Regions from separate parts of the Mus musculus genome. Here regions 2, 3 and 4 are each linked to region 1. The links are chromatin contacts, called in public promoter capture Hi-C maps. All regions are on one chromosome and are shown on one strand. Each heading gives the region's core, a stretch centred on a gene start, on an enhancer-like site or on the middle of the called end of the contact. The rest is flanking DNA. Distances are from core to core; before and after follow the strand shown. Region 1 holds the start of Sf3b3 (splicing factor 3b, subunit 3). Region 2 holds the start of Csnk2a2 (casein kinase 2, alpha prime polypeptide). Region 3 holds the start of Setd6 (SET domain containing 6). Region 4 holds the start of Cnot1 (CCR4-NOT transcription complex, subunit 1).

The links. Promoter capture Hi-C pulls out the DNA fragments that hold promoters and counts their contacts.
Region 2: a contact with region 1 is called in a promoter capture Hi-C map of pre-B cells, with 3 times the contacts expected there. The contact joins the promoter of Csnk2a2 here to the promoter of Sf3b3 in region 1. A contact is called at or near these places in 2 of 39 promoter capture datasets (liver and pre-B cells).
Region 3: a promoter capture Hi-C map of pre-B cells shows a contact between it and region 1. The contact joins the promoter of Setd6 here to the promoter of Sf3b3 in region 1. A contact is called at or near these places in 2 of 39 promoter capture datasets (cranial neural crest and pre-B cells) and 1 of 9 other capture datasets (adipose tissue).
Region 4: a promoter capture Hi-C map of pre-B cells shows a contact between it and region 1. The contact joins the promoter of Cnot1 here to the promoter of Sf3b3 in region 1. A contact is called at or near these places in 3 of 39 promoter capture datasets (cranial neural crest, neutrophils and pre-B cells).

The regions. Positions count from the first base shown.
Region 1 is chr8:110,845,186-110,848,263 of GRCm38.p6, reverse strand. Sf3b3 (splicing factor 3b, subunit 3) reads left to right here and starts at 1,461. Exons shown (of 26, transcript NM_133953.2): 1 at 1,461-1,589. It overlaps Cog4 (component of oligomeric golgi complex 4), which reads right to left and starts at 1,240. Exons shown (of 19, transcript NM_133973.2): 1 at 1,055-1,240. The coding sequence starts at 1,213.
Region 2 is chr8:95,487,395-95,490,472 of GRCm38.p6, reverse strand. It overlaps Csnk2a2 (casein kinase 2, alpha prime polypeptide), which reads left to right and starts at 1,653. Exons shown (of 12, transcript NM_009974.3): 1 at 1,653-2,129; 2 at 2,797-2,908. The coding sequence starts at 2,026.
Region 3 is chr8:95,714,456-95,717,533 of GRCm38.p6, reverse strand. It overlaps Setd6 (SET domain containing 6), which reads right to left and starts at 1,621. Exons shown (of 7, transcript NM_001035123.4): 1 at 1,264-1,621; 2 at 1,040-1,181; 3 at 733-927; 4 at 493-613. The coding sequence starts at 1,597. Ndrg4 (N-myc downstream regulated gene 4) reads right to left here. Exons shown (of 17, transcript NM_001372423.1): 17 at 2,578-3,078.
Region 4 is chr8:95,805,833-95,808,910 of GRCm38.p6, reverse strand. It overlaps Cnot1 (CCR4-NOT transcription complex, subunit 1), which reads left to right and starts at 1,466. Exons shown (of 49, transcript NM_001372353.1): 1 at 1,466-1,578. It overlaps 4930513N10Rik (RIKEN cDNA 4930513N10 gene), which reads right to left and starts at 2,081. Exons shown (of 4, transcript NR_015574.3): 1 at 1-2,081.

The sequences.
Region 1 (3,078 bases), core at 212-2,711:
GGTAGTAACAACTCTCTTTTCCTCTATTCAGAGCGCTTTGAGAGCTGCATGACATTAATCCCAGCACTTGAGTGACAGCGGCAGGCAGATTACTGAGTTCACTGCAAGCCTGGTCTACATAGTGAGTTGCAGGCCAGGTAGGGCTAGATAGTTAGAGCCTATCTAAAAAGAAAAAAAAAAAAAGTTCCCTGGGAAAAACAGCTGCCAAGGTTTTTAGGTGAGAGGTTACATCTTCTGACTTGCAAGGAATCCATCCACGAACTGACAGCACCAGACTGCCATGGAAAAGAAACAAACGTATATAAAGAGATATAGCATGCTATTAATAGAAAGGAAGCCGAATCCTTTCCACACCTGTTACTTGATTGACCACACATCCGAGGTACAAGAGATGAAATCACTTGTCCGAGACCAGACAGCTGCGCCTTAGTCTTAAAACTTCAAAGTCCTAACAGGGAGATTTCAAACTTCTAGGGAGTTGTGAGCTCGCCTATAATGCCAGTAGCTTGAGAGGTTGCTCTAGGAAGGTAGCCAATTTGAAGACAATATGGGCAACACCGAGGCCGTCTCAAAATAAGAAAACATCCAAATGCCTACACTTAACTGAAATGCTAAAAATACACACATAATCATTTCTTCCAAGAGAAAAAGTCTTAGACCTTCAAGCTAAATAGAAAGGAACTTCTCCTTTAAATGAGTCGAGAAGAAACTTTCGTAACTTTTCACTTCCCAAGCCAAAGCAATTCTTATTCTGAAGTCAAGCCAATTCGGTATACACATATGTATGTGTGCATGTAATACATACATGTACGCGCACACACACACACCACTTCCAGTTTTACTCGTCAGGGAAATCAATACGGAGGCAGACCAAGGAAGTAGTCCAGGTAACAGGTCAAATAAGCTTGAGTAGAACTGACAGGTGTACCCAAATGCCCAACTACATTAAAGCCTCTTGGGAAGCTGCTTTCTCGTTTTCCCTGGTAAAGCGATCGACACCCGTGATGCCCTCTGCCACCGGATCCTCCAGGAAAAAGGAGGTTCAGCTCCCCACCTCCTCGCCACAGAGTCGTTCGTACACAGCTTCCAGCTCCTGCAGCTCTGTCAGAGAGCGAATGAGCTCGGTGGAGATTTCGGAGCAGTGTCCTCCTCCCACCCCCTCCGGTGGCGGAGGAGCTCCTGACAATTTCAGCGGAGACTCCACCTCCGCCATCTTGGCTCCCGGTGGGCGCTTCCGGGCTTGCGAGGTCCCCTCTGCGTTGGCGCGGTGACCTTTGGGGCTGCCCACAGATATGCCCGATCAAAACCATTGGAAGTCTATTTTTAAAACTAACCTTCTATTTTACAGAAAACTTACCGTAACGTATAAATTTTAGATAACTCATTAGTCTTCAGGTGCAAGATGAAAACATCCCAAATTTACATCTATTTATCAGGCGGGGGCTAGATACCTTTTTCCCGTCGCGCGGCACCCGAAGGCCCGTCTTGAAGGCTAATGGCGGACGCCGGCGGATCGGCAGTGGCGGTGGCTTAGGCCTTGAAGCGATTCAGCATCCGTCGGGTACCGAAGCCATCCTTCTTGCAGCAGGGTAAAGAAGTGGCCTCCCAGCTTCTCTGTCGCGGAGGAAGTGGAGAGCGCTCATAGGAGAGAGCTGCCCGGCACCTCGGCCGGAGCCGCAGGGGCAGTTTTAGGCCCGAGAGGTTCGGTAGGCGTGAGGTTAGGGAAATGCTTGCCGTGGGCAAATGGCCTCGTGGACTCTTCGCCCACTTGTGTCTTCAGAGTGGGAACGAGTCCTTTAAGGCTTGCGAGTTTAACGTGGTGGCACACTCGTGTATTTCCACCACGCGGGGGAGGTTGAGGAAGTGGGAGTCCCACCGAGGCTGCATAGGAAGACTCGAGATTGAAAGACTATTCAATCAGCAAGGGGTAAAAATTCTGTTTGTTCAAAATGTGCAACTATCAGAAACCGCCCGGGAGCCGGGGATCTGGTTTGAACTTGTGCATTTGGTAGTTAGGCAAAATGTTGTTTCTCCTCTGAACCTCTGTTTACTGTAAAAGAAAGAAAAAAAAAACCCGAAGGCTAATAGTACCCATTTGAAGACTGTGCAAGATAAAAAGGAGGTGATGGTGGAACCGGAGATTATAGGCAGAGGCGGGGGAGGAAGCTTTCCACGGTTTGGCTGTTACGGTTACCTGATACCGGATATTCCTCCAGGAAGCACCTCTTCAGTAAGCCAGGAGATCCGTTTGTTTTGGTGTTGAGTGAGTAGGTGCTCATTTTAATCCTCCAAACCTAATGGTAGAGAGCACTTGCCCAAGGCCATAGGTTTCCTTCTCGTAGCCTCAAACACGAAATTCTGCATACAGAGCCTTACGAGGCAAGGTACCATCTTCCCCCCTGTTAAAGCAAATGTCCAAAGTCATAACATCACGTTCGCTGCTTATGGTGCAGCCGGAACTCATCCGTGACAGCCTTGTAAATTGTGAGGTCCTCTACCCTCAAGCTGCCAGTGCCAGTTCAACCTTTAGGGATAAGCCTTAGAGATATTAGTTTATTAGGTATTTTAGGACTAAATCTTAGAGGTATAACTTCATTTGCTTATATGTAGCGTTAACAGTTTCGCTAACTGAATTATAGTGTAGGCATTGAGTAAGATTCTCGGTATCTGTAGCAGAAAGCTGTCTTGTTGGTTTCTCAAAAAAATTCATCCTTTGGTTAAAGACAGCACATAAAATATGCAATAAATATATGTTCTTGAACATGCACATATATAAGCATATGGAAAGATGTAAGTTTGGTAAGATTTATAACCCAGAGAGAGAATGGGGTCTCTGGGAAATGAATCTGAGGTTTTTAGAGCCTTGAATAATGTGGATGTGTAGACCCTTGAACTACAGCTAACTGTAGGTTCTCATTTGTCTGGCAAAAAAAAAAAAAAAAAAATCACAAAAGGCACGTTTGTTAATTGAGCAAGTTGTAGGTTCTGGCATTTAACCACTTGCTCTATGTTGTCCAACTGATAGGATTTTTGAGCTTAGGGTTCCCTTGACCATAAGAAGTTTGGTTTTGTTTGAGA
Region 2 (3,078 bases), core at 404-2,903, about 15 Mb after region 1:
GTCTACTCCTCAGGTAGGATTACAGTGTGCAGCCTCAGGGGTCGCTCTCAGTCTCCTTTACTCTAGAGCAGCACCTCAAGTTTTGTTTTGGCTGTGACACTGTTATTTTTTAGCAGTGTGAACTAGATTTTTTTGCTGAACTGTCCCTCAGTTTGGCCGTGTCTGGTTGGATGCAGGTTGAGCTTTTTTGACAGCAATGTGATGAGTGGTGTGTCCTTTCTCTGTGCGTCACACAGAAAGTCAGCTGGTCCATGCATAATATGACCTTCAGGGTCCCCTTTGTAACCAGCATGGTAACCGTGGGCCAAGAGCACTGTGTTGACTGAAGGCCTCCTGCCCGGCAGACACTGAGTGACCTGGTGGTGATCACCCAGCCCTAGTCATGCCTTCACATTGTTTTCACAGGGAGGGGACAGATGGCAAACCAGGAGAGGACTCATGCCAAGCTGTAGTTTTACGAAGGGCATGGAGGAGTCGCTGAGAGAAGTATCAACTTCAGAGAAAGTGGCCTCTAAGGTGAGATTTGAAAAAGAAAGCCAGTCATTTGTGGGGTGGCAGCGGTACCCCGTGGCCAAGCTCAGAGAGAAGAAGAAACTGAAAGACGGGCATGCGCTATTCTCAGGGAAGGAAAGGTGTAGAGTTTAACAACAGCGGGAACATGTAGTGTTTTAATATGGAGCAGTCCTTAGTCTCTGTACAGCTCTGTGAAGTCGGTGCTGGGTTGATGCTACAAAATCTGTAGCACGGAGACGTTGAGTCATTGGTTCAAATCTGCATTCCTTGCAAACTATGGAACCGGGACTTGAACCTCGATAGTTCGGTATGTGAAGAAAGAGGAAACGTGGCCTCATCTAGAAAACAGTGTGTGGGGGGGAGGGAGAGGGGGAGTTTAGAGTCAGAGCAACCTGGGCTGGAAGAAGAGATCCTTGTTGTTAAAGAATATGAACAGGAAAACAAGATAGCCGGGGACCCCAGGACATCAATGAGAGAGAAGACTGTTCAAGAAGTCCTCACTCCCCAGCTCTCCCTCCTCCCAAACAAACAAACAAACAAAATGGATATTTACATTCTCAAAGTATGATCCACAAATTACAGGTTCAATACAAAGGGGGAAAAACCCAGTTAACTTTATGGGGAAACTATCTGGTGGGCTCTGGTTTAAGCAAGTGGCCCAAAGGATGGCTCAGTGGGCTCTCAGGGAGGAATCTGGATGGGGAATTGGGAGGCGAGGGTAGCTTTAGGACTAGTTTGGTTTTCCTCTTGAAGGAAGGGATCTGTGGATGGCAGGGTGGGGTCCAGAGTGGGAAGAGGAGTGAGGAAGGGGGACAGTTTGAGGGGAGGGTTCTTGGGTTTCAAAGAAAGTCAGCTCAGGGCCAATATGGGAGGTCGTGGTGGGTGGACACGAGGTGACTGGACAGTGGAACTATGCTAAGCGCGGCGGCAGTCAAAGGTAGAGACTTCTGGGGGGTGGCCTGCAGTTGGGCAGGCAGCCGGCCACATTGCTTGGAGGGTGGCGAGCTCGCTGAGGGGGCGGGCGCCGGCCATAGTCCCCCCGCACTGTAGGGGGCGCTGTGGGCCGGGGCGGGCCGGGGCTGGGCGGCGGCCGCTCCTGGCGAGTGCGGCCCCTTTTCCGGGTTTCCTCCGCCTCCTCCTCCTCCCTCTTCGCCGCCGCCGCCGCTGCCGCTGCCCCTCTCCCGACCGGTGGCTGCCGCTGCCGCCACCACCGCCTCTGGGGGGCCGCGAGCCGAGCGGAGGCCTCCGCGGAGCACGAACCCCGCCGTCCCTCCGGCAGCCGAAGGCCCCGGGCCGGCTCGGCCGGCGCCTTCCGCGCCCCCCGGCCCGAGCGTCCGTCCGTCCGCCCGCCCCCGCGGGCCCGGCCTGGCGCGGACGCCCGCCGCCGCCGCCGCGCTCCTCCTCTTGCTTGGGCAGCCCGCGGCCCGCCGCTTCCCGTGCCTGCCGCCCCGCGCCCCGCGCCGCGCCGCCGCCGCCCTCGGCGCCCCGCGGCGCCCCCCGGTCCCGCCCGCCATGCCCGGCCCGGCCGCGGGCAGTCGGGCCCGGGTCTACGCCGAGGTGAACAGCCTGAGGAGCCGCGAGTACTGGGACTACGAAGCCCACGTCCCGAGCTGGGGGTAAAGCCGCCGCCGGCCGCCCCACGCGCGAACCGCACCCGCCGGCCGCTCGGCCTCGGGGCTGGCAGGGAGGCCCGGCCCCGGCCGCACGTGTCCCCGGCCTCTCCTGTCCGCCCTGCCTCGGTCCCCGGCTCAGCCGCCGGTGGGGAGAAGCGTGGGGTCGGGGGTGGGGGCGGCCCTTCCTCCTCAGACTTTGGGCTTCCTATGGGTTGGGAAGTCCATGGCTGTCCTCTTGAGCTGTTGAAATCTCTACCTCTTTACTTTCTGAAATGAGGCTGGGTGGGAGGGTCATTTTGAAGAGGGGCAGATTGTCTAGAGCGGGCAGTGCCCCCTGGAAGGTGTGAAATGGGAGGCAGGTGCCGTGGAGCCACGGGCAGGGCACCCCAGTACCACCAGGGGGGATGCTTCCCTTAGTCCCCTTAATGGCTCCTGAGGCCTTGTAGCTGCCCATTCCTCTTCTTGTTAAGAGTCAGTTAGGTTAGGAGCTCTGCAGAGTGAAGGGAGCCAAGCTTCTGTGTGGCTCTCATTTAAGAGAATGAGTTGCTGTGTGATGGTAGGAATACTTCCGAATGCTTGATTAGTTGGAGATGGCGGATGGATGTGTGGTGGACAGAGGCTTGCTTAATCCCAAATCCTGGCATTTATGTATATCTCTTGCCTTTCACAGTAATCAAGATGATTACCAACTGGTTCGAAAACTTGGTCGGGGCAAGTATAGTGAAGTATTTGAGGCCATTAACATCACCAACAATGAGAGGGTGGTTGTAAAAATTCTCAAGGTGAGTGGCCAACGGTGGCATGTAACCTTTCCCCCCACAGGGCAAAAGAACCAGCTATCCCAGAATAAGCATCTCCTACAGGACTCCTACCATGCTTTTCCTTGTGAACTTTTGAGAAAATGTGCGGGCTGGTCTTAATTCTGAGTTTGGTAGGTCAGGAACATTTAAAG
Region 3 (3,078 bases), core at 372-2,871, about 15 Mb after region 1:
CATGTCAAAATAGCAACGGAGGTAAAGAATAAGTGAAAGTCACATCTGCTTACACTGGAGAGCAAAGTTTGACATGTATAGACGAAAACTGGAAGCTATGGGCCTGGAACCTTGGATCCTGCCTCAGCCTCCTAAGATTACAGGTGTTAAGACGCTGCCAATATTTACATTACATAGACGTCTGTCTGCTCAAGTTTTCCTACAGAATCAACACTAAAGTGGGGCCTTTCTTACTATGCCTCTGGCCCATAAACATCCCACCTCCTAATAGCACTGAACTGCTGTTAATGCTCTCCACAGGGCCTGAGGTGACTTGGCAGAGCAGGCAGCTATTCTGGTGGACTTAGGGTGTGTCCACACCATCTCAGTTGATATCAAAAGTACACCGGAGAGTAGCTAGTCTCACCGCATTTTCACGATTAGTAGGAAACTGGAGCCCAGTGATTTGATTTGTAATGCACACCACCTGACCAGGGATAGGGGTCCACTCACTGCCGAGTACTCTAGATTGGCATTATGATTGGCTATGTGGTTTAGTATGTCTGCAGCAGGCACCATCAAGGGTGAGTTGGGCTCCTTTTCATCATCATCTTCCTCCAGCGGTTCTTGAAAGCTGCCGCAGAGAGAACTCAGCTAAGGCCCAGTCTCGGGTGAGGGACCTGGAGTTCACTGTTCTTTCCCACCTTCCCTCTCAAAGATGAGGGTCTGCTCCTCTAGGCTTTAATCACTGACCTATAAGCCATCACGAGGGCCACGAGCTGCTGATAGAGTTCCAGGGAGCGAACAGAGGGGCTGAAGAGATCCGAGTGAGCCTCCATGAAGGGCAGGACGATGGAATAGTATTCGCTACGGATGTTCACCAAATCCTTCTCCACGGCTTCGGGGACACCTGTACCCTTTAGGAGTCGCAACCGCTCTTCCTCCGGCCTGCAAGGACAGCCCACCCGGAGCCCTTCGCAGCCTTCTCATGCAGCAGGTGCCCAGTCCCAGAGCAAAGAAACTGCAACAGGTTCTTCCCGGCCCTTCCCTCGGCTCTCACCAAAACATGGGATGCTCCAAACGCCCCAGCTCTGGCCAGAGCGCGAAGTAAGGGCTCCAGGGTGATGCTGGGGCCTGGAGCTCGTGGAGCAGCGCCAGCAGCAGCGGCACCCACCCAGACAGGCTCTGCAGCGCGCCTCGCTCTAGGGAAGACACCAGGTGAACGTCCAAGCGCCACTCCCTTGCCAGCCTCCGAGCTGGTCCCCCTGCCCCTTCCTTACCCACCTCGCTCCAGCAGGCCGCTGATGGAACAGGTGTGGGGGGACAGAAGCGCGGACCGCGGCACTGCGAAAAGGAGCTCCCCGGCCCGCACGCTCTCCCGCGCCACCATGCCATAGCCGGCCACCGTGCCCTGCCGGCTCACCGTCACCTTAGGACTCAGCTCCAGCCCCACTCGCCTGCACCAGCGCAGGAAGCCGGCCACCGCGTCGCCCTCGGGCTCGCCGCCGCTGGACCCCGCAGGGAGCGGCAGGGGCGCGCGGGCAGCTCTCGGGGAGGGACAGGGCGCGACGAGGGGCGACCCGCCACTTACCCGCGCGCGCTTGGCGGGGGCCGCCATGCTGCGAGCAGCCGGGTCCTCACTGCGCTTCCGGGGCGGAGCTGGGCGTTTCTACTAAACCGCTCCGGTTTAGGAATCGCGCGTGCGCGTGCGCACCGGCCTCCACCCTAGTTCTGGCCGTGTCCCGGAGAGCGGCGTGCAGGGACAAAACAGTTTCTTCCTCTGTGGAGGCTGGGCTAGTATGCCGTAGTGACCGACTGATGGTTAGTGATTAACCATCATTTCACTGACTGATTGATTAGTCCGTTTACACCTGGGTTTGAAGTGGCCTTAAGGGTTTCCACATTACACACACACATACGCACGAGACAGACAGACAGACGAGAGACAGAGACAGAGAGGAGAGAGAAGAGAAAAGAGAGAGAAGAGAGAGACAGAGAGAGAAGACAGAGAGAGACAGAGAGAGACGCTGGAAGTAATATAAGGTGAATGAATGATAGCACAAACGGTAACATGGAGAATTCAGTAGTTTAGTTTCAGTACCTGGAAGGTTGAGGGGGGTTTGTGGTTTACTGGGAGTTTCTGGCAAGCCAGACAACAGAGTGACACCATGTCCCAAAACAACTAAAACCAAGCAAATAGTGTTGTGCCCTTGCTTTGAAGCGGTCTTTCTTGCTGGCTAAACTTTCTGCTCAGCTGTGAAATAGAGTTAGTATCAGGACTGGTAAAATTATATCTCAGTCAGAGTATATAGCCGCTTGGTAGAACCTTGACCATCATGTATAAACACCCTGGTTCAATCTCTTATCACCCTAAGAGGAAAAAAAAAATTAAGCAGGGTGGCCTACATAATTCTAACACCCATGACGCTGAAGTAGGATTGCTGAGTATTCAAGACCAGCCTGGGCTACAGAAAGATTGCTCAACCCTCCCCCAACCAAATGTGTCTAACAGGCACTATCCTCCAACTATCAGCGCCCTGGGGCAGCCAGGCAGCCTAAACAGTTGAGCCTTCCCTGTGATAGGAAACACGACACACGTAGACTTAATTTCTTTATTAGTTTTTCTGCACAGTTAACTTTCTATATCAAGGATTTTTGTTTTGCATTTTGTAATCTCAAAGTCTCTTTATCAGCCACCAAACAGAATACACAAAATTAGGCTCTTAACTTTGTACAGAGAGGAAAATAATGAACTCCATTAAAAGTTCATCTTGACCAAAGAGAAGACAACTACCAATGGGAAACCACATACAGGAAGGAGGACCTGATATACATACATATATATATATATATAATGTATAGGTATTTATAGATATCTTAAGAACACAGCAAAAAGATGTCCAATACTTGGAGTGCTATCTACAGTAAGGGATTAGTTCTACCACCTCTAAACAGTCACATTCAGTATTCACGGAAGCACGTGAGTGAACTGAACCGGGGATAGGAAACACTCCACTGGACTCCAGAGCAGTCTAGAAATGGCTTACAGTTACAGAAAGGGGCGGCATGTGCCACAGATAAATGGATGTGGGTGTCCTC
Region 4 (3,078 bases), core at 217-2,716, about 15 Mb after region 1:
TTCCAGCACTCATAGAGCAGCTTACAACTTTACTGCTGAGACTCTCATCTCAGTCCCGGGGCATCCAATGCCTTCCTGGGTACCAGGTCCACACTCTCTAGGTGAACATATATATAGGCAAGCACTCAGACACTTTTTTTTTTTCATCTAGGGGTTGGAAAGATGGCACAGAGATTACAAGAGCTGGCTGCTTTTCCAGAGGACCCACCCAGTGGCTCACAACCGTTCACTTCCAGAGGGACGGGCATCCTCTTCTGACCTCTGAGGACATTGTACATGCATGGTGCATAGATTTACATGCAAGCAAACGCCTGTACACGTAAAATAAGTAATAAAAGTCTTTAACACATCTCTTTAAAGTTCAAATAGTACTGGTATGAGAGGTTACGTCTATTATCATCTCAGTATTTTGGAAGATTGCAAGGAGCTCAAGGTCAATTTATGCTTCTTAGTATGTTTCAGGCCAGCCTGGACTACAGTTGGGTTAACTGAAAGAGACCTTGTTTCAAAACTCAAACAAAAAGTCTAAAAGATAGGAGGACACAGTGGATAACGTAGCCTTTTATCCAAGAAGCAAAAGGCATTGGCATCCTTGAGAATAGCCAAGAGCAGGAGGAGAACTTCTGTTTCTATATCTCTGCAAAGCGTCCCTGCTTCAAAAGACAAATGGAAAACAAACTTTAAAAGAGCCAGGATTAGGTGGGCATCTGGGAGACTACATTCTCCAGCATGCATTGCTGCTCTAGGGCGCAGACAGTGATGGAAGAGACCACGTTACTTTTGCGACAGGAATAGGCGGGGCGTGCGACTACATAACCCAGGATGCAAAGGACCTCAACTTTGCCCCGCGTCTGACGCCTTCTGATGACTGGTGCTCCTTGCTAAAGAGATCCGAGGGGTGGACAATGCTTCCGCTGGGAACCCGCACAGCCTCTCGGACCGTGACATTTCGAAAGACGAAGGAAAGTAGACGAGCATCACCCTGTCTCTAAGTTAGAGTAGTTTGTGCGCAGGGTGGCAATGCATTAACGAGCTCCCTTCCGTATTTTTTTGTTTCCCGGAGGCAATGACCAGCCAGTCCCCATAGGTCGAACACCTCGAAGGCTTATGTCTTCGAGTCCCAAATCGAAGTTCCCAACGTCTAACCATTGGCTTACACCCGGGTGCGCAGGCGCCCAGACTCGGACCCAGTCCCAGGGCTGATGAGCGGCAATTGGCCTGAGCCCCGCAAACTAGGAGTCTGGATTGGTGGTTGCTAGCAGGAGCCTGGTTTCTTCCTCGACTTCTGCGAGTGATTAGTGTGTGATTGGTTTAAATCCGCGGGTACCCATCGGCGATTGGACCGCCGTTGCGGTCAGCGCGCGGCCATTGGCTGGGCGCTAGGGCCATCCCTCCGCCAAAGCGGGCAGCGAATGGTGAAATGGGAACTGGGAGGGGAAAGGCCGCGACGTGAGCGCGCGACCTCGGGCGCCATTTTGTCGAGAAAACAAGCGGAGTTAACCGAAGAGGGGGGTCGAGGAGAGCCGGAGTCGAGGACCCAGGAGTTTCCTGTGTCCAGCGCTGCGGGAGCCGACTGAGGTGAGGCGGGCTGGGGCTGCGGTTGGAGGTGGCGGAGGCTGGGAGTGTCAAGCTCGGGACGCGGGTCCGGGTGGGAGCGGTACCGGGGGTGGGGTGGACTGGGGACCCTGGAAGCCTTTTCCCGGGGCGTCGGGACTCGGGCAGGCGAGCCGGAGACGTGGAGCCAAGGCGGGAGGGGACGGACTCGGCCCGCTCGCGGCGGCTTTGCTCTCTTGGAGAAGGGAGACCGGGGGCTCACGTTCCTGGATTCGGAGCGCCCGGGCGCGGGTGAGCAGCTCCGGAGCGGCTCGGCCTGGAGGCCTTGCCTGGAGGCTTCGAGGATGGCGGCGGCGGAGGTGGCAGTTCGGATCCCAGGGCCTCGGCTCGCCGCGCGCGCAGGGCTGCAGCCTCCTCGGAGCGCACGAGCTCCTCAACTGTCCCTTTCCTCCCGGGCTCCCGGATGGGGGGCTATGGGCGCGGGCGCCCGCGGCCTACCTAGGTTCCTCGCTGGGCGGGCGGGCCAGGGGGCGGGTTTGGAGTTGCTGCCGATTCGTAGCGCTTTCCGGGGACTCCCTCCCCTCCTGCGCCCCCCAGCACGTTGTCAAGCCCCTCGCTTTTGGCTGCTTGGCGGTGGGAGGGGCGGGCGGGCGGGAGTGAGCACTTCCGTGTTACCCTTCTCGCTACAGGTTTTTTGTTCCACTCGCGCGCCCCGGCGCTCGCACTTTCTAACAAGTCGATAGCCCCCCAACTTAAGTCACCTAGGTCCCTGTGCGGTTGGTAGTGTTGGTTCTGCCTGTCCCAACGCCCCCAACCCTCCAACCGGCAACTACCGGCAGATGCCCACCAGTGAGCAGAATGCTTGTGGGTCTTGATTTGGTGCAGATCTTGGAGAGATCTTAGGTTAAGCCTAAGGCTAATAAGCAAACACATTTGGCCATGCCACCAGGTCCGGGAGGGAGCTCACCCACCTGTGCTCACAGACATTACTTGCAGGAGGAGTGCTTTGTAGGTTTTGAAAAGAAGTGCTTTTCAAAGTGTTGTATGGAAAATTAAGCTTCATGAGAGGTAAACGTTCCCCAGAAGTCACCTCGACAAATATTACAGTCCCACCTTCCGTGGACATTTAATCCAGGCAGGCCTTGTATCAGTGAGCTCTAGCCCCAGATGTCGAGTTTCTTTGGGGCCTATATACTTCTTTTTCCTCTCTATTCAAAACCGAGTAACAGTACTTGAGTTTTCCGGTTTTGTTGCAGTTCGGTCCCTTGTGATTACAATGGAGAGGGGGGGGAACCCAACAACAATCAGCCAATAATTGAGTGGGTGTACTGCTTATTAGAGAAAATACCAGCATTTCCCTCCTGACCTCTCTTTGGAAAAGTAGTATACATGTGTGAAAATGGTGGAGGTAGAAATGGGACCTGTTTTCAGTGCTGTGTGAGGACATTACAGATGGTTGTCCCATGGCAGGAAGACCTGATGATAGCAAGCAGGGCCTTGGCCTGAATGGCAGGCAGGATGTTA